Linked DNA regions of Mus musculus: regions 1, 2, 3 and 4 are each linked to region 5. The links are chromatin contacts, called in public HiCAR-type and promoter capture Hi-C maps. All regions are on one chromosome and are shown on one strand. The core of a region is the stretch at or near the end of the contact, and the rest is flanking DNA. Distances in the headings are between cores, read along the strand shown. Region 1 holds the start of Rab21 (RAB21, member RAS oncogene family). Region 2 holds the start of Zfc3h1 (zinc finger, C3H1-type containing). Region 3 holds the start of Irak3 (interleukin-1 receptor-associated kinase 3). Region 4 holds the start of Msrb3 (methionine sulfoxide reductase B3). Region 5 holds the start of Mdm1 (transformed mouse 3T3 cell double minute 1).

Evidence for each region. Promoter capture Hi-C pulls out the DNA fragments that hold promoters and counts their contacts. HiCAR-type assays count read pairs that join an accessible place to other places.
Region 1: a promoter capture Hi-C map of pre-B cells shows a contact between it and region 5, with 2.2 times the contacts expected there. The contact joins the promoter of Rab21 here to the promoter of Mdm1 in region 5. A contact is called at or near these places in 3 of 39 promoter capture datasets (erythroid cells, liver and pre-B cells).
Region 2: a contact with region 5 is called in a HiCAR-type map of astrocytes, with 2.3 times the contacts expected there. The contact joins the promoter of Zfc3h1 here to the promoter of Mdm1 in region 5. A contact is called at or near these places in 1 of 39 promoter capture datasets (pre-B cells) and 1 of 115 datasets of contacts at active chromatin or transcription factors (astrocytes).
Region 3: a contact with region 5 is called in a promoter capture Hi-C map of liver, with 6 times the contacts expected there. The contact joins the promoter of Irak3 here to the promoter of Mdm1 in region 5. A contact is called at or near these places in 6 of 39 promoter capture datasets (the C10 cell line, embryonic stem cells, hippocampal neurons and 2 more) and 3 of 115 datasets of contacts at active chromatin or transcription factors (acute myeloid leukemia, astrocytes and stem cell-derived neural progenitor cells).
Region 4: a promoter capture Hi-C map of liver shows a contact between it and region 5, with 5 times the contacts expected there. The contact joins the promoter of Msrb3 here to the promoter of Mdm1 in region 5. A contact is called at or near these places in 2 of 39 promoter capture datasets (frontonasal cranial neural crest and liver) and 1 of 484 Hi-C or Micro-C datasets (B cells).

Annotation. Positions count from the first base shown.
Region 1 is chr10:115,314,165-115,316,864 of GRCm38.p6, reverse strand. It overlaps Rab21 (RAB21, member RAS oncogene family), which reads left to right and starts at 1,274. Exons shown (of 7, transcript NM_024454.1): 1 at 1,274-1,671. The coding sequence starts at 1,519.
Region 2 is chr10:115,383,665-115,386,364 of GRCm38.p6, reverse strand. It overlaps Zfc3h1 (zinc finger, C3H1-type containing), which reads right to left and starts at 1,406. Exons shown (of 35, transcript NM_001033261.2): 1 at 558-1,406. The coding sequence starts at 1,167. Thap2 (THAP domain containing, apoptosis associated protein 2) reads left to right here and starts at 1,930. Exons shown (of 3, transcript NM_025780.4): 1 at 1,930-2,160. The coding sequence starts at 2,090.
Region 3 is chr10:120,200,176-120,202,875 of GRCm38.p6, reverse strand. Irak3 (interleukin-1 receptor-associated kinase 3) reads left to right here and starts at 1,279. Exons shown (of 12, transcript NM_028679.4): 1 at 1,279-1,549. The coding sequence starts at 1,417. Gm38500 (predicted gene, 38500) reads right to left here and starts at 1,286. Exons shown (of 3, transcript NR_166661.1): 1 at 1,027-1,286; 2 at 681-774.
Region 4 is chr10:120,897,620-120,900,327 of GRCm38.p6, reverse strand. It overlaps Msrb3 (methionine sulfoxide reductase B3), which reads left to right and starts at 1,357. Exons shown (of 7, transcript NM_177092.4): 1 at 1,357-1,495. It overlaps Gm4473 (a long non-coding RNA gene), which reads right to left and starts at 1,281. Exons shown (of 2, transcript XR_001779656.2): 1 at 912-1,281.
Region 5 is chr10:118,140,477-118,143,328 of GRCm38.p6, reverse strand. Mdm1 (transformed mouse 3T3 cell double minute 1) reads right to left here and starts at 1,542. Exons shown (of 14, transcript NM_148922.3): 1 at 1,367-1,542; 2 at 365-479. The coding sequence starts at 1,384.

The DNA of each region.
Region 1 (2,700 bases), core at 25-2,524, 2.8 Mb after region 5:
TCCTATTTGCATTATTATTGTAAATATTATCATTATTATTATTACTGAAATGGTGTCTTGCTATGTAGCTCCAATTAGCTTAGAGCTCACAATTCAAAAGAGGCTGGCCTTGAACTTAAAGGTAATGTCTCTGATTTCTTGTCTGACTTCTTGTCACACGTCAATGTCGGATGCTCCTTTCTACTTCACGGCTCTCCTTTTTGCCGAAGATACTCCTAACAAAAGGCAGCTTTCTCCAGGAAGCTCTTCTAGGACGCTAACTCAGCTAGCTTCCCATGTATCTTTGTAAAACATTCTGAATTGCTTCTCCTTAAAAAGCATGCAGTGTGTAAATTGCGCATGCGTTGTTTCCTTGGTTAAAAATGTAAGCTCTCTGAGGACAGAGACATTGTATCTAATGCGACACAGAGAATGGCAAGCATTGGCTACATTCACGCCCTCGTTGAATGAACGAATGAGCTGCCTTTAAGTTGAAGTGTAAAATTAGTCTGATGAGATGAAAGTTTATTTTAAGTGACACCAAACTACAAAATTTCAGAAATACCAGGTTGCTTTCTTGGAAAGTGTATTTCATGAAATAAAATGGAAACACAGGAAGAAAAAATAAGCAATCGTCCAATAAACCAGACCCATCAAAGTGGACTCAGCATAGACAGAAATCCTGGGGAACCAGGAGTGATGACTGATGATGGGACCGCATTTATTCTTAGCCTGGGCTTTTAGGGCTGGAAACGGAGAGAAGTTAAGTCTTCTGCAATCCTTGCTCTTAAACCTACAACCGAATCGGAATTCCACCGAGTGTGGCAAGCAGCGATAAAGAAGGCGCACCATTGTTAGGAAATATCTCGGTGAGGAAGTGAGTAAGAGGGATGGAAGGATGTGGGAAGGTCTGGGTGGTCAGGGAAGCCTTTCCGGTTTAAGCTGAGACCTGGACGATGACTCGAGGACCTGGCCGTGTGGACGAACTGTAAAGTTCATGAGCCCGGATTTGTGCGCCCAGAGAAAGAGACTCAAGGGCACCTTGGCCGGACTTTGCGTGTGATGACCCCTGGTGTGATGGCTATCCGCTTTGGGACCATTCCTCGGGCCGGGCGATCATGTCCTGTATTCTATTCCATCAGAGTGGGGTCAGATCGCAAAGATCAGCTCCTTCCCACCGCAGGATTCCCGGGATGCTGAGCCGGTTCGTGCGGACGCGGAAACAGGCCCAGGCTCGCCCGCCGCCGACTCCGCCCACCGCGGTCACGTGACGAGGGGTGTGACGTAGGAGGAAGGAGACGCCATTAGAGGGAGGAGAGGCAGCTCTCCCCTAGCCTCGGGTCCCTGACGTGGTGGCCGGGGCCCTTCATTCTGGGACTTTCTCTCGGCCCTCGCAGGCCTCGCCCGCGGAAGGACGCGGCGAGCACCGGGCTCGGCGGGGCGTGAAAGAGCCGGGCCCGGGAGGAGCGGGCGCCCCGGCGGCGGCGGTGCGGGGTTCGGCGCGGCGCTGGGCTCGGGCGGCGGGGTAGCGGCGGCGGGATGGCTGCGGCCGGCGGCGGGGCGGCGGCGGCGGCGGGCCGAGCCTACTCCTTCAAGGTGGTGCTGCTCGGGGAAGGCTGCGTGGGGAAGACGTCGCTGGTGCTGCGCTACTGCGAGAACAAGTTCAACGACAAGCACATCACCACCCTGCAGGTGCAGACCCCGGGGAGCCGGGCTGGGGACCCGCGCCCGCTCCTCTGCCTCTGGCCTGTCAAACCCCCTTCCCTGCCTTCCCATTGCCTTTTGCAATCGCTTTGGGGACCCGCGGGCCTCAGCACACGGTAGATGTCAAGACCCACAGTGGGGAGGGAGAGGACCCGGAAAAGTCCCCAGTTGCCGGTGGAGGCTGCGCAGGTCGGGGAGTCCCCCGGTCTGCGTGCTGGTTTTCCCCTCTGATGGGCTTCGGCTGGGGACACCAGGTGTTTTCACTCTGTGGTCTCCGAGACCATCAGCCCTTCTTCTTTCTTCGCCAAGTAGGAACTCGGATACGGATTAGAATTTGCGAACGAGGTGGTTTGTAACTTCCAGAGCGTACTGATGACTAAGTGTTTATGCAAGTTCCATTTTGTCCTGCTTTCAAAGTAAATGGAGTGGTAAAACACCCGTCGTTGGAGGGTTTTTTTGTTTTTGTTTTAAACGACTGTTTGCTGCTTGTCGGTTACCCCGTTTCTTTGCAGCCTTCTTGTGTCCGGACGTGTGGCTTCCTTATTCTTTGGGGTTTGATCTTATCCGCGTTGAAACATCGTGTTGCGTAGTGGCCAGCAATCGGTCTTCAAACTAAAAAAAAAAAATCTAGGCACTGCTGCTACACGTTTTCTTTACTGTCAGGCCATAAAACGCTGGCTTTCTTCTACAGTTCCATTGGAAGTGTGGAAGTGTTACAATGTAATTGAAAGTGAAACCAGGCCATTGAAGGATCTGCGATCTCCCTGGTCTCCTTAAAAAAAAAAATCAGTTTGCATGTGTTCGAAGGAATTTATCTATTAACATGTCTTGATCAGACTGTCCAGAGGCTAAAAAAGCTAGTGATCTTGAGTTTGGGCGTCTGGATCCATATCCTACCCCCATTTATTTCCATAGCCCCGTGATCTTAGGTAAATTGCTTAACCGTGCATCCCTGGGTTTCTACTGCTACTGTACTCATAATGATTATATCTAGTGCACAGAGTTGTCAAGGTAAAT
Region 2 (2,700 bases), core at 157-2,656, 2.8 Mb after region 5:
ATAAAGGATCTGCACACGCGCGTGCACACACACACACAAACACAGAAAACAAAGGGCAGCAACGGGGATGAATAACTACAAATTTAAGAAAAAAAAAATCACAAGAACAGTAAGAATTACAGAGGAAAACTTTACGAACTCTAAAGTCAGGACGTAATAAAAGTAACAGTATTCCTCCAGATGTTTGAGTACTTCTTTTCCTTAATAATCTAAGTCGATTTCCTGTTAAATACGAAATCCCAGGGCTTGCAAAAAAGAAACAAACAAACAAATAGACAAACAAAACTTGGGCTGTTGGTGTCCTGTTTAAAAACCCAGACTGTATTTCATTTCCCTAGCTGACCCGAATCCATGACACAGTCCTATCCAAAAGCAAAAGGCACCCATTCAGTCAAACAGCCTACGAAAATAGCGGTGGAGTGCGGCCCGTGACAACCGCCGACGAACGGGGGAGAGAAATGAGTGGTTCTGAAAAGTTAAAAAACTCCGGGACCTAGCCATGACGCCAAAGGGAGCTCCGGCGACACACCCAGGGCGGACCGCCACGTTAAGGATACAGCTCTTGCGGGGTGGAGAGGGTTCTCGCCAGCTCTGGCTGCTGCCGAATCCGGATCCCGCTCCTCCTGATCCTCCTCCTCCAGGAGGTCTGCACCCCGGCTTGCCTCCTCGCTCCCCCACTCCTCGCCCCCGACTCCAGCGACTCCCACCCCGGTAAGGCCTGCTGCCTCGAAAGCGGAAACGGTCCAGGGCGATGTGGCTCCGCTCCCAGAAGGACGGCCGGGGGCTGCTTTCCGACAGGGACCCCGACGGCATCCGCCCTGGGGGCGGGTGAGTCCGGAACGGTTCTTTGGGTCGGTAGCTGCTGGGTCCCCTGAGCTGGCCCCGCTCGGCCGGGTGCCGTGAGCGTGAGAAATTCCTCAGCTGCTGCTGGGAGGACGACGAGGAGGACGAGGAGCCGCCGCCGCCTCCCCCGGATCCACCGCCCCGGGCCGGGGGAGGAGGCCGCCGCCGCGGGTACGGTAACAGCCCGCCGCCGCTGCTGCTGCTGCTGCTGCTCCGGCTCCGGCTGTTGTCGTCGTCGCTGATCTCCCCGTCTTCGAGCTCCCCTTCTTCCTTCGGCGAGAGGCCGCTAGAGGCCGGGGTCGAAGGATCGGCGGCGGCCGCCATCCGGAGTGCAGCGCTGGCCACACGACCTGAAGCCCTCCGGCCGGGGACCGCCCGACCGCCGCCTGCCTTCCCCTTCCTCCTCCGCCCTCTGTCCTAACGGACCCGGCGGGCGCGGCCTTTCCCGTGCTCGGACGCCCGGCAGGTTCTGCTCCCCAACTTCCCCGCACCCCAGATCGCTCTCTCTCGCTCGTCGGACCGTCGCTCGCCAGTTCCCTCTCCTAGCGCCCCCTTGCTGCTCTTCCGCCTCGCGAGAAAGCCTCTGTAGAAGGAGGCCGGGTCCCGAGCGTCATTTCCTGCGGCACGCCGGAAGGCGACCCTCCGAGTCTTGCGAGACAGGAAGCGCCCACCCCCATGTCCGCCGCGGTGCTGGCTGGGATTTGTAGTCTCCTCTTGCTCCAGGCTTCGCCCTTGTGTCCCTGCAGTCTTAACTGTCCCCTAGCATCCCGTCCGAGGTGGCAGGCGGGGAAGGAAGGGGTTAGTGTCTGGGTTGCGGACATGCTCTTTCAGCCGCAGACCTGAGTTTCAGAGTCATTAGTCGGTGGGGAAGACATCTGCCATCTTCTCATTCATTGCTAGGGGGCCCCCGTCTGAGACGCTGGACCTAGTCTCTTTGGGACCCCGGGAGGTAGGGGAGGGCGGGGAGCGGGTGTGGCCGCCATGTTGGTGAAGGCGACTGTCTGCGCCCGGAGCTCCGGCACGTTGGCTCTGCAGGCCTAAGCCCGCCATATTAATAAAGAGACAGGAGAGTGGGCCCTCCCTCCCACCCCGGTACTGTGCACGCCCCTCTGCCCTCCCCGCGCTCTGCACCGAGCTGGCGGCGCGGGGTCGCCTGCCTCGTTTGTCTAGCGTTTGACAGAAGCTTGCTTAGCGGGCAGCGCCTCCGAAGTGGCGTAAGGTGGCGCCGAATGAGGGGCCCGGGGAAATGCCGACCAATTGCGCCGCGGCGGGCTGTGCTGCTACCTACAACAAGCACATTAACATCAGCTTCCACAGGTAAACCTGGGAGGGGAGCGGGGTGACGGAAACGGGAGCCTAGGCAGTCTTGAGTCTCGGTCGTGTCAGAAGAACAAGGTCCTCTGACTTTGGTCACTTGCCCAGCTGCGAAGAGCAAGGGGAGCCTCGCTCTTGTCCTTTGTGTGTGGGTCCGCACATCTGGAAACATTTGCTCCTTTTCCGAGGAAAGTTTACCAAATTTGAAAAAAAAAAAAGAAAGAAAGGAAGAAAAGAAAAAGAAACCCGAGTTACTATGCCTTGCATTAAAAAGTGATGAGTATACCTTTATTTTCTACTCTTTTATTTTTTATATCTTAGACCATGCCTTAAGAAGAATGACGCCATAAGGGTTCAAACCAACAAATCACTTTAGAAGCCTGCTGAGTTCGAGTTAAGATTAGGCAATTTTCACTACTGGAATTGACGTGGGAAACATTTCTAATAGTCACACATGGTAACTGAGTCAATCTAATTAAGCAATGTTTATCAAAGAGCAAATAGAAACTCTCTCTTGAACAGAATCACGCACTCACACACAGG
Region 3 (2,700 bases), core at 30-2,529, 2.1 Mb before region 5:
TATACTAAAAGCTTGCTTGCCAGCCTACAGTGCTGATAGGCGACTGAACCGGAACCAGATAGGTCTTAGTGCAAATAAATCAGATCCCTTGAAGGGAATTTGGTACCCTGGCCCTGTCCCCCTTCCTCCCTCCCTCTCTCTCATTTCCTGCCGCCATGGATCACTTACGCTATGACACTTTGGCTTCTCAGAGACCTCAAAAGACATTGGGGTCAAGCAACCATGGACTGAAGTTCCGAGGTTGTGTACCAAACAACTTCTTCTTTTGAAGCTGCTCGGTGGGGGCATTTTGTCAGAAAGCTAACACAACCACACATGGCGATTTCCTGTGCAGGCACACGTCTCAGGTTGCTTTTGTCTGGTCTAGAAAGTCAAAAAGAACCCTGTATCAATCTTCTCTCCCTCTGATGCTCAGCATGGTGGCATAGAGACCCTTTTTGGGGTGTAGCCTGATAAAACCGTAGTCCTTAGAATGAGGAGACTTAAGAAGTTTTGCTCAAACAGTTCTAACTTTGCCACTGTGGGTACTGAATGCCCAGGCACCATTGCTGCTGACCGCCAGGGGGCGCCATTCCAAAGACAAGCTCAGGGGATTGAAACAGGAGTTTGTTTTTCAGTGCCTGGTTATCATAAAATCTCCCACTTCATTTTCCCACCTCCTTTGTCAGTAGTATCCGTACCGTTCCTGCGGTGGTCATTACAGCATAAACGGTAGAATATTTCAACACACCAGCCAATGTTTCCTAAACTTCATTTTGCAAACTCGTTGAAGCACTGCGAGGAAAGAAAGGGAGACTGTAGTAAAACCAAGCGGCACGACGGCAGGGGTTGCCTTCTGCAGCAAGGATGAGCAGTTTGTTTGCCCAGGTTTGGCCTGTTTGTTGTGGTTTTCTTTTTATGTCCATTTCGCCCGGCGTGTACACGTTTCCTTCCGTTTAAAGTTATTTGGCAAAAACGTGTTTCTCGGTGAGCACGCATTTCTTTCCTGACGGGACAAAGAGAAACTTTAAAAGATGTAACACAAACCTCTTAGATCCATCGTGGCCAGGAGGCCGCCCGTCCCAGAGCAGCAGAGGGGTGGCGGCTTTCCCGGATTCCAGCCGCTGTTCCCCGCCCTCATTTTCTTGGCTGGTCTCCTGGGTCATGTCCCAAGACGGGGACGGACAGAACGGTTCATAACAAAGATGACCTGGGGTGCGGCGCGCAGGGTCGCGGGACAGCGGCTAGGAGCAAGGGCAGCCCAGGTCTCGCAGGGCGCATCCCTGGGGAGCGGCTCCCTACGTCACGTGGGGCCCGCCCTGCGACGGCGTGTTGCAAGCTCCGGGCAGCCGTCGTGGAGCTGAATTTCCGCGGTTGTGAAAGGCGGTGACAGCGGCGACCTCCCTGCTTCTCTGCGTGGGGTCCCGGGACTCCGCGATGGCCGGCCGGTGCGGGGCCCGTGGCGCGCTGTCGCCACAGTTGCTGCTCTTCGACCTGCCGCCCGCACTGCTGGGAGAGCTTTGCGGGATCCTGGACAGCTGCGATGGCCCGCTCGGCTGGCGGGGCCTGGGTGAGTGCGACTCAGACCTGCCGGTCCTCCCCCGCGAGGGACTCAGCAAACCCGGGGACCTGCCACTCACTCTCCTTCCCTCTCTGACAGTGGGGTACTGCTGTATCAAGTTAGGGGATTGGGTATGTCAGATGTCAAGAAAGCATCCCGTGCTGGGAAGAGATTCTCGCTTCACTCGGTTTGCAGTGTGCGCAGCAGTATGCAAATATTACCGTATGCAGGGCATGGCTACTGGCTCTACAACCCCTACATCAGATTTTTTTAATATTATAACTTCTTTTTTGAGATGCCGCTCAGTTGCTAGAGTGCTTACCTATAGATGTATGAAGCTGCATGTTCGATTCCCTAGCTTGGAATAAAACAGACAGTGGTAGTGCCAGTCATTGAGAGGTAGAAGTAGGCAGGACAGATGCTCAAGAGCATCCTCTCCTTGTAGAGAGTTCCTAGCTGGCTTGGGAAACATGAGACGCCATCTCAAAAACAAAAAGCAAACTTACTTTCTTTTCTTTCCTTTCTTTCTTTCTTTCTTTCTTTCTTTCTTTCTTCCTTCCTTCCTTCCTTCCTTCCTTCCTTCCTTTCTTTCTTTCTTTCTTTCTTTCTTTCTTTCTTTCTTTCTTTCTTTCTTTCTTTCTTTCTTTCTTTTCTCCTTTCCTTCTTCCTTCCTTCCTTCCTTCCTTCCTTCCTTCCTTCCTTTCTTTTAGAACTTTAAGATATCTATTCTTTGGTGTTTTTTGTGTGTGTATCCCACACTCCTCCCGCATCTAGAAGACAAATTCCAGGAACCAGTTCTCTCCTTCCACCACGGGATCCTGGGACAGAACTCAGATGGCATGCATAACCCACTTCGCTGTTTCCAATAAGTCTCCAATAATCTATAAGGGAAATGCTGTTTGCGGTGGATGTGATTTCCACTTTTCTTTCTTTCTTTCTTCCTTTCTCTCTCTCTCTCTCTCTCTCTCTCTCTCTCTCTCTCTCTCTCTCTCTTTCTTTCTTTCTTTTTAAGATTTATTTATTATATGTAAGTACACTGTAGCTGCCTTCAGACACTCCAGAAGAGGGCACCAGATCTCGTTACGGATGGTTGTGAGCCACCATGTGGTTGCTGGGAATTGAAGTCAGGACCTTCCGAAGAGCAGTCAGTGCTCTTTAAC
Region 4 (2,708 bases), core at 108-2,607, 2.8 Mb before region 5:
CTGCCCATCTGTTGGGTGTAATTCACGGGATGTTTTAGAAGCGGCCGATTGCAAATACACTATGTTTTGGCTTGGGGGCCTTCCTGTGTTGCCAGAATCGAGTTTGTTTAGAAATGAGGTTTACTAACTTTCAAATAAAGCATCTTCAAGCGCGGCGTGATGGACAAATTACCCCCCTCTAGTTCATGTTAGAATAATCCACCCTCTAAATCTGCTTGACATTTCCCCCGTCCGTGTTTGACATCAATTAATCACTTTTGCAGCATCTTAATATGCTGAGAAGTAATTGTATAACATCCCACATCTCCAGATCCTGTCAAACATTTGTTTGGGTGTGTGTGGATATATATTATAGTAATTAAGGCATAATTACATTCATTGTCTTGAGAGAGGGTCATTTGGATCTGATTAATTGTGGAGTTTAGTGCCAAAAAAAAAAAAAAAAAAAAAAAAAAAAGTCAGGTTCGCACGCGCTTGGCCTGTAATCAAACATCTGGGACTGACATTTTGGTCATCAGAGGTAGCGCCCTTAAAATACATTATCAAAGTTCCTCTTTGGACAGTGTGCAAAAGTAAGTGTGTGTGTGTGTGTGTGTGTGTGTGTGAGAGAGAGAGAGAGAGAGAGAGAGAGAGAGAGAGAGAGAGTGAGTTGGGGTTTGGGGGAGAGATTGTATCAGTGAATATTGAGTCAAGGTGAGGAGGAATGTCCTGTAAAACAGCTCTAGCTGGAGCGAAAACTTTTCCGGCCTGCTTTGACTCCATATATGGTGTTCAAGTAAAATTTCAGGGACTGCCCTTTTGCTGAATCTTACTACAACACACACACACACACACACACACACACACACACACACACACTCACTCACACACACTCACTCACACATAGTGGGGGATTATAAGGACATTCTCACCTGGACATAGTGGGTGTGGTGAGGTCCCCTCCAGGTGCGACCCCTGGGACGCAGTCGGTGGTCCTCTGTATTATGGGTATTCAGTAGGCACAAGAGCGACCATGTCACACCTTAACTGGCACTTCACAGCCTCTTTGGTACAGGCCAGGACTTTTGGTCCTTAGCTCTCAGGCGCCCTGACCCTACAGTAAAGGTCTCAGGTGGATGCTGCCAGGGGGCTCTGCTACGGGTTGCCCACGCGCGGAAGCCCTGTTCCCGCAGGGCTGGCCCGGGGCGGTGGAGGCGGCGCCGGAGGCGGGAGTTGGCGGCGGCCGCGTCCCGGGCAGCGGGCCCCGTCCGCGGCCAGCGCGCTCCGCCGTCCTCCCTCGCTTGTCTGCTATGCTCATATTTGGACTCGGCCGCCCGTGCCCAGGAATTTCCCGTCATGCCTCCCGCCGCCCCGTCTGTCGCCCGGAGCCGGGAGGGAGGAGGGATCGGACAGCGGAGGCTCGTCTTCCCCAAGAGTGCGCGGCGGACCCTCCCGTGCCCAATCGCGCTCTGCCTGGGTCTCTGCCTAGCCGCGGCCGCGGCCACCACGACGCGCGGTGAGTCCCCGCCTCGCCCCATCCGGCCCTCCGATCCCTCCGAGTCAGCCTGGGACCCGGAGTGTTTCCCCCCACCCCCACCCCCGTCCCGGGAGCGCCCGCGCCGCCCCCTCAGTCTTGAGAGTCATCCCCCTGCCGTAGAGTCTCGGCGTGGACCCCGGAGACGCTCCTCGCCAACGAGGGGACAGCGCAGAACGAGGTCAGGCGGGAGAGCCCGCGCCCCGCCGGCCGCCGCGCTGACACCTTACCCGTCCCCAACGGGAACCTGAGCCGCCGTCCTCGCGCGGGTCCTCGGGGAGGCTCAGTGAGGTGGTCGGGGGCGCGGGCTGCAGCTCCGAGGGCGCGTCTCTCTCTCTTTCGGGCCTCTCCGCAGCTGCGGCCGGGGGATAACGGGCCAGGGCGTGGGAACCAGGAAGGCGTCGCCAGGCCCCTGGGGACAGGGGCGCACCCCGGACCGGGCTGGCGGCTCATAGGCCCAAACAGGTACCAGCAAAACTCCAGGGGGCAGGTACCAGTTCTGTCTTCTTTTCAAGTGAAAACAAGCATCAGAGCCCCCCCCCCCCGCCTCCCTTTTTATTTCTTAAACTTTTCCACTGGGCTATTTCAAGTCAGACTATCTGAATAAAAAGTACTGTTCCTGCCTTTGTAGGTTATGCGATAAGTGGGGGCAATAAGGATTTAAAAGAATTTTCTTTGAATCATATGTAAAGTATTAGAGAGCTTTCTTTCTTCTTTCTCTCTCTCTTTCTTTCTTTCTTTCTTTCTTTCTTTCTTTCTTTCTTTCTTTCTTTCTTTCTTTCTTTCTTTCTTTCTTTCTTCCTATTTCCATTGCGTGTCAAAAAACTAATTATTTGAAGTCCAAAGGGGAGGTTTTAAAGGAAAATATTAAGTTGCAGGGGCTCTTGAATTTGGACAGAGTAAACAAATCAAAGCTTGATTCATTTTGTCTGGCAAGGCAAAACGTTATAATCACCAGAAACCTGGATTATGTGGGAGGTGTTAGGTGGTCGCTGTGTTGCCTATGGCTAGGATAGCCTGAACTGTCAAAATGAGGTTCGGCTAGCCAGGACACAACGCACACTTGAGTTGACAGTCGACTACACCCTGTGCAGCATAAAAGACAAAATAGGTTTTAAAGGTACTTTGATGTATAAAATGTTATCCAGGGAAGATTCTCAGGGTTATAGACTTGACGAAGTGGTTTCTCAGGACC
Region 5 (2,852 bases), core at 293-2,792:
ACCCTTCCATTCTTCAAGTCTTTGAAAGTCCTCACCCTCAGGCTTGCTCCTCTCCGCTCAAACATTTCCAGAAAAGCCTCTTTCAGAACAACCAATCTCAGGCGTTTCCCCTTCAGTTTTACTATTCAACTTTTTTTGATATCATGCTATTTTATATACAACTCGATTTGATGAGTTTCTTTGTGTTTTTTGTTTGTTTGTTTGTTTTTGTTTGTTTGTACATAAGGGACTCTGGGATCGCAGTATAGCATCAATAAATATTTGCCAATTATACATGAGGCCAACACAGGTAGATTTTAATTGTTTTGTAAACAGAACCCAAGGTTTATTCAAGTTATGATAGCTATTGGTTTGCTCAACTTACCCAACTGATCCGATCTAAGTCCTGCCCATGAGTACTTTTGTCCCACTGAGGGATTATAAGACTCTGACAAATAGGACTTTTTCCACAGGAAGTTTCTCTGGTATTCACTCAGCCCCTATAATGAAAAGTGCAATTTGAGCACAGTGTAGTGAAGAGGTGTTTTAGCATCAGAAAGAAAAACAAAAACAAAAAAACCTCAACCTCTGAAGAGTGTTCTTGAAAGGCCCAAGAATGAGAATTAAACCCCAGTCAAGCTCCTTAATAATAGCTAATATTTACCCAGCCCTGGGCTAAGTAGCCCCTTAATCCTCACAACCACCCGAGCCAGACAAGCCGGAGTCCCTCAATGAGGCTGCGCTATAACTGGTTCTCTGATTCCAAAGTGTGGTAACAAACCTAAGTCCTCACTAGAGGTTTATCCTAAATTCATCGAGTGCATAATGTTATGGCTTTTAATAAAAGGCAATTAGAGAAAGACGTGTTCCCCTCCCACTCTGTCTGGCAAGCACTTTAGAATTAAAGAGTCCGGGATTACAGAAACACTGTGGCCACCTGTTGCGTGGAAAGGCGTTAGACACAGACAGCTATCTGGAACTGTGAGCAAAACCTAAAGCAAACGTGCAACTAGCAGGCTGCACACCTACCCACGCTCTCCTTTTACTGGGGCCCGCTTCCCAAGCGTTTAAAAGACCCGCGCGCTTTAAAGTTTTGCAGGAAAGGAGCTGAATGCTATCGGCAAGAGGAACCACAGGTGTCCTACACCGACAGCAGCCTTTCGTCCCACTGTCAAGGGCCCTCCTTCCGCCTCCGCTCCTGGCGACCCCAGACTGACGCCGTCAGGCCCCCATCGAACTCTCCCCACCCGCCCCTCCGCGCTGGGCCACCGGCCGGAGCATCCTCCGCCCCGCACAGGCTCCGGCCAGGAGGCTCGGTACGGCACAGGCGCGTCACGCACCCACCCCGCGGCGTCCCCGCCACCCGCCGCCCAGCCCCCGGCCTCACCTTGAAGCGCACCGGCATGTCGCCCTGCGCTGCGGAGCCTGCCCCGCCGACAGTTAACGGGAGCAAAAGCCCCGAGGGGGCGGGACGACGCGACAACACTGGTTCCCTAGCAAGATCCTGGACCCGGCGTCCCCGACGACGCGCCGGCGCACTCCGCGCCGCCCTCCCGCCCCGCCTCTCGGCCTTGCTCCGCCCATTTTGAGGCCTAAAGACCAATGGCAGCCCTCACCGTCATTACGATTAGACCAACCAGCACTCGTAAGGGCACGGCCCCGCTCCCTAATGGCGGGCGAAGAGCTGGCCAATGAGGATACCGGAGCTGCGGTGGGCGGAGCCCGCGGGAGCTTTGTTCAGGAGGCTGCAGGCAGAGTCCCCGCAGTGCGCGCACCGCAGCCTGTCTGTGTAGTGTGGCCGGGCTCGGCAAGAGCCTACCTCACTGGTTCCAGCTCCCTGACATCACAGAACGTGAAAGTGTGCCTGGCATTCCAGAATGCACGACAGAACCCACAGTCTCTTTGTCCATAAAGGAAATTGCCCCTAGAGTACCCGGCTGAAAAGAAGTTGCTAAGGAGAGAAGCGTTACACGAGCCTTGGGTCAAAAAGGATAGGTCCAAAAATACATACGACCTAGGATGATTCAAGTAAAGTTTATTAAGACCGCAAAGCCAACTCATCCTTTTTAAAAATAAAATTCCCTCTGTACACCAGGCTGGCCTGGAACTCAAAGATATCTACCTGGCTCTGTCTCCATAGTGCTGGGATTAAAGGCATGCACCACCAGTCCCAACATTGGGCAGGCAGAGCCAGGGAGATCTCTGCCTGGTCTACAGAGTGAGTTCCAGTATCGGGCTACACAGAAAAACTCGGTCTTGAAAGAATAAATAAAAATAAAATTCCATTTGACTTTTATAGGTTATTGCCCATCGTGAAACACTGCTAATTCTGAAAGTCCAGAAAAAAAATTACCCAGACATGCTAAATACATTATTTAGTCGATCATAATATACTATGTCCTGGGCTCGCTTTCCAAGTGAGAGGCATGAATGGGAAGTTTGAAGCAGAGTGGTCCCTGAGGGTAGAGATGATTAGAAGAGGCTCAGGGGTAATTTTCAGACTTGGCCTTGAAAATTACAACTGCAAGAAGAGGAAGATAAGATGATCAAGGCAGACATATGTCTGGAGAGAAGGTTGCCGGGGTTCTTCTAGGAATAATGAATTTACCTTTGTCCTGTGTTGGGATGTTCCCATCAACCCTTCCCAGTCCCTTCAAGTGCTTCCTGCAGACTCCTCTTCTTGGCTCCTAATTGATGTCTCCGATCTTCTTCATTATCATGGAGATAATTTAAAAATTCATTTGAAGAAGCCACCTGATATCTAAAACAGAGAGAATATTAAATAAGACCCTGTGCTGCCATGCATCCAGGAGACCTTTCGTTAATGTTAATCGGTGAGGACAGAACCCCAGTCCTGTGAATTAAAAATGACA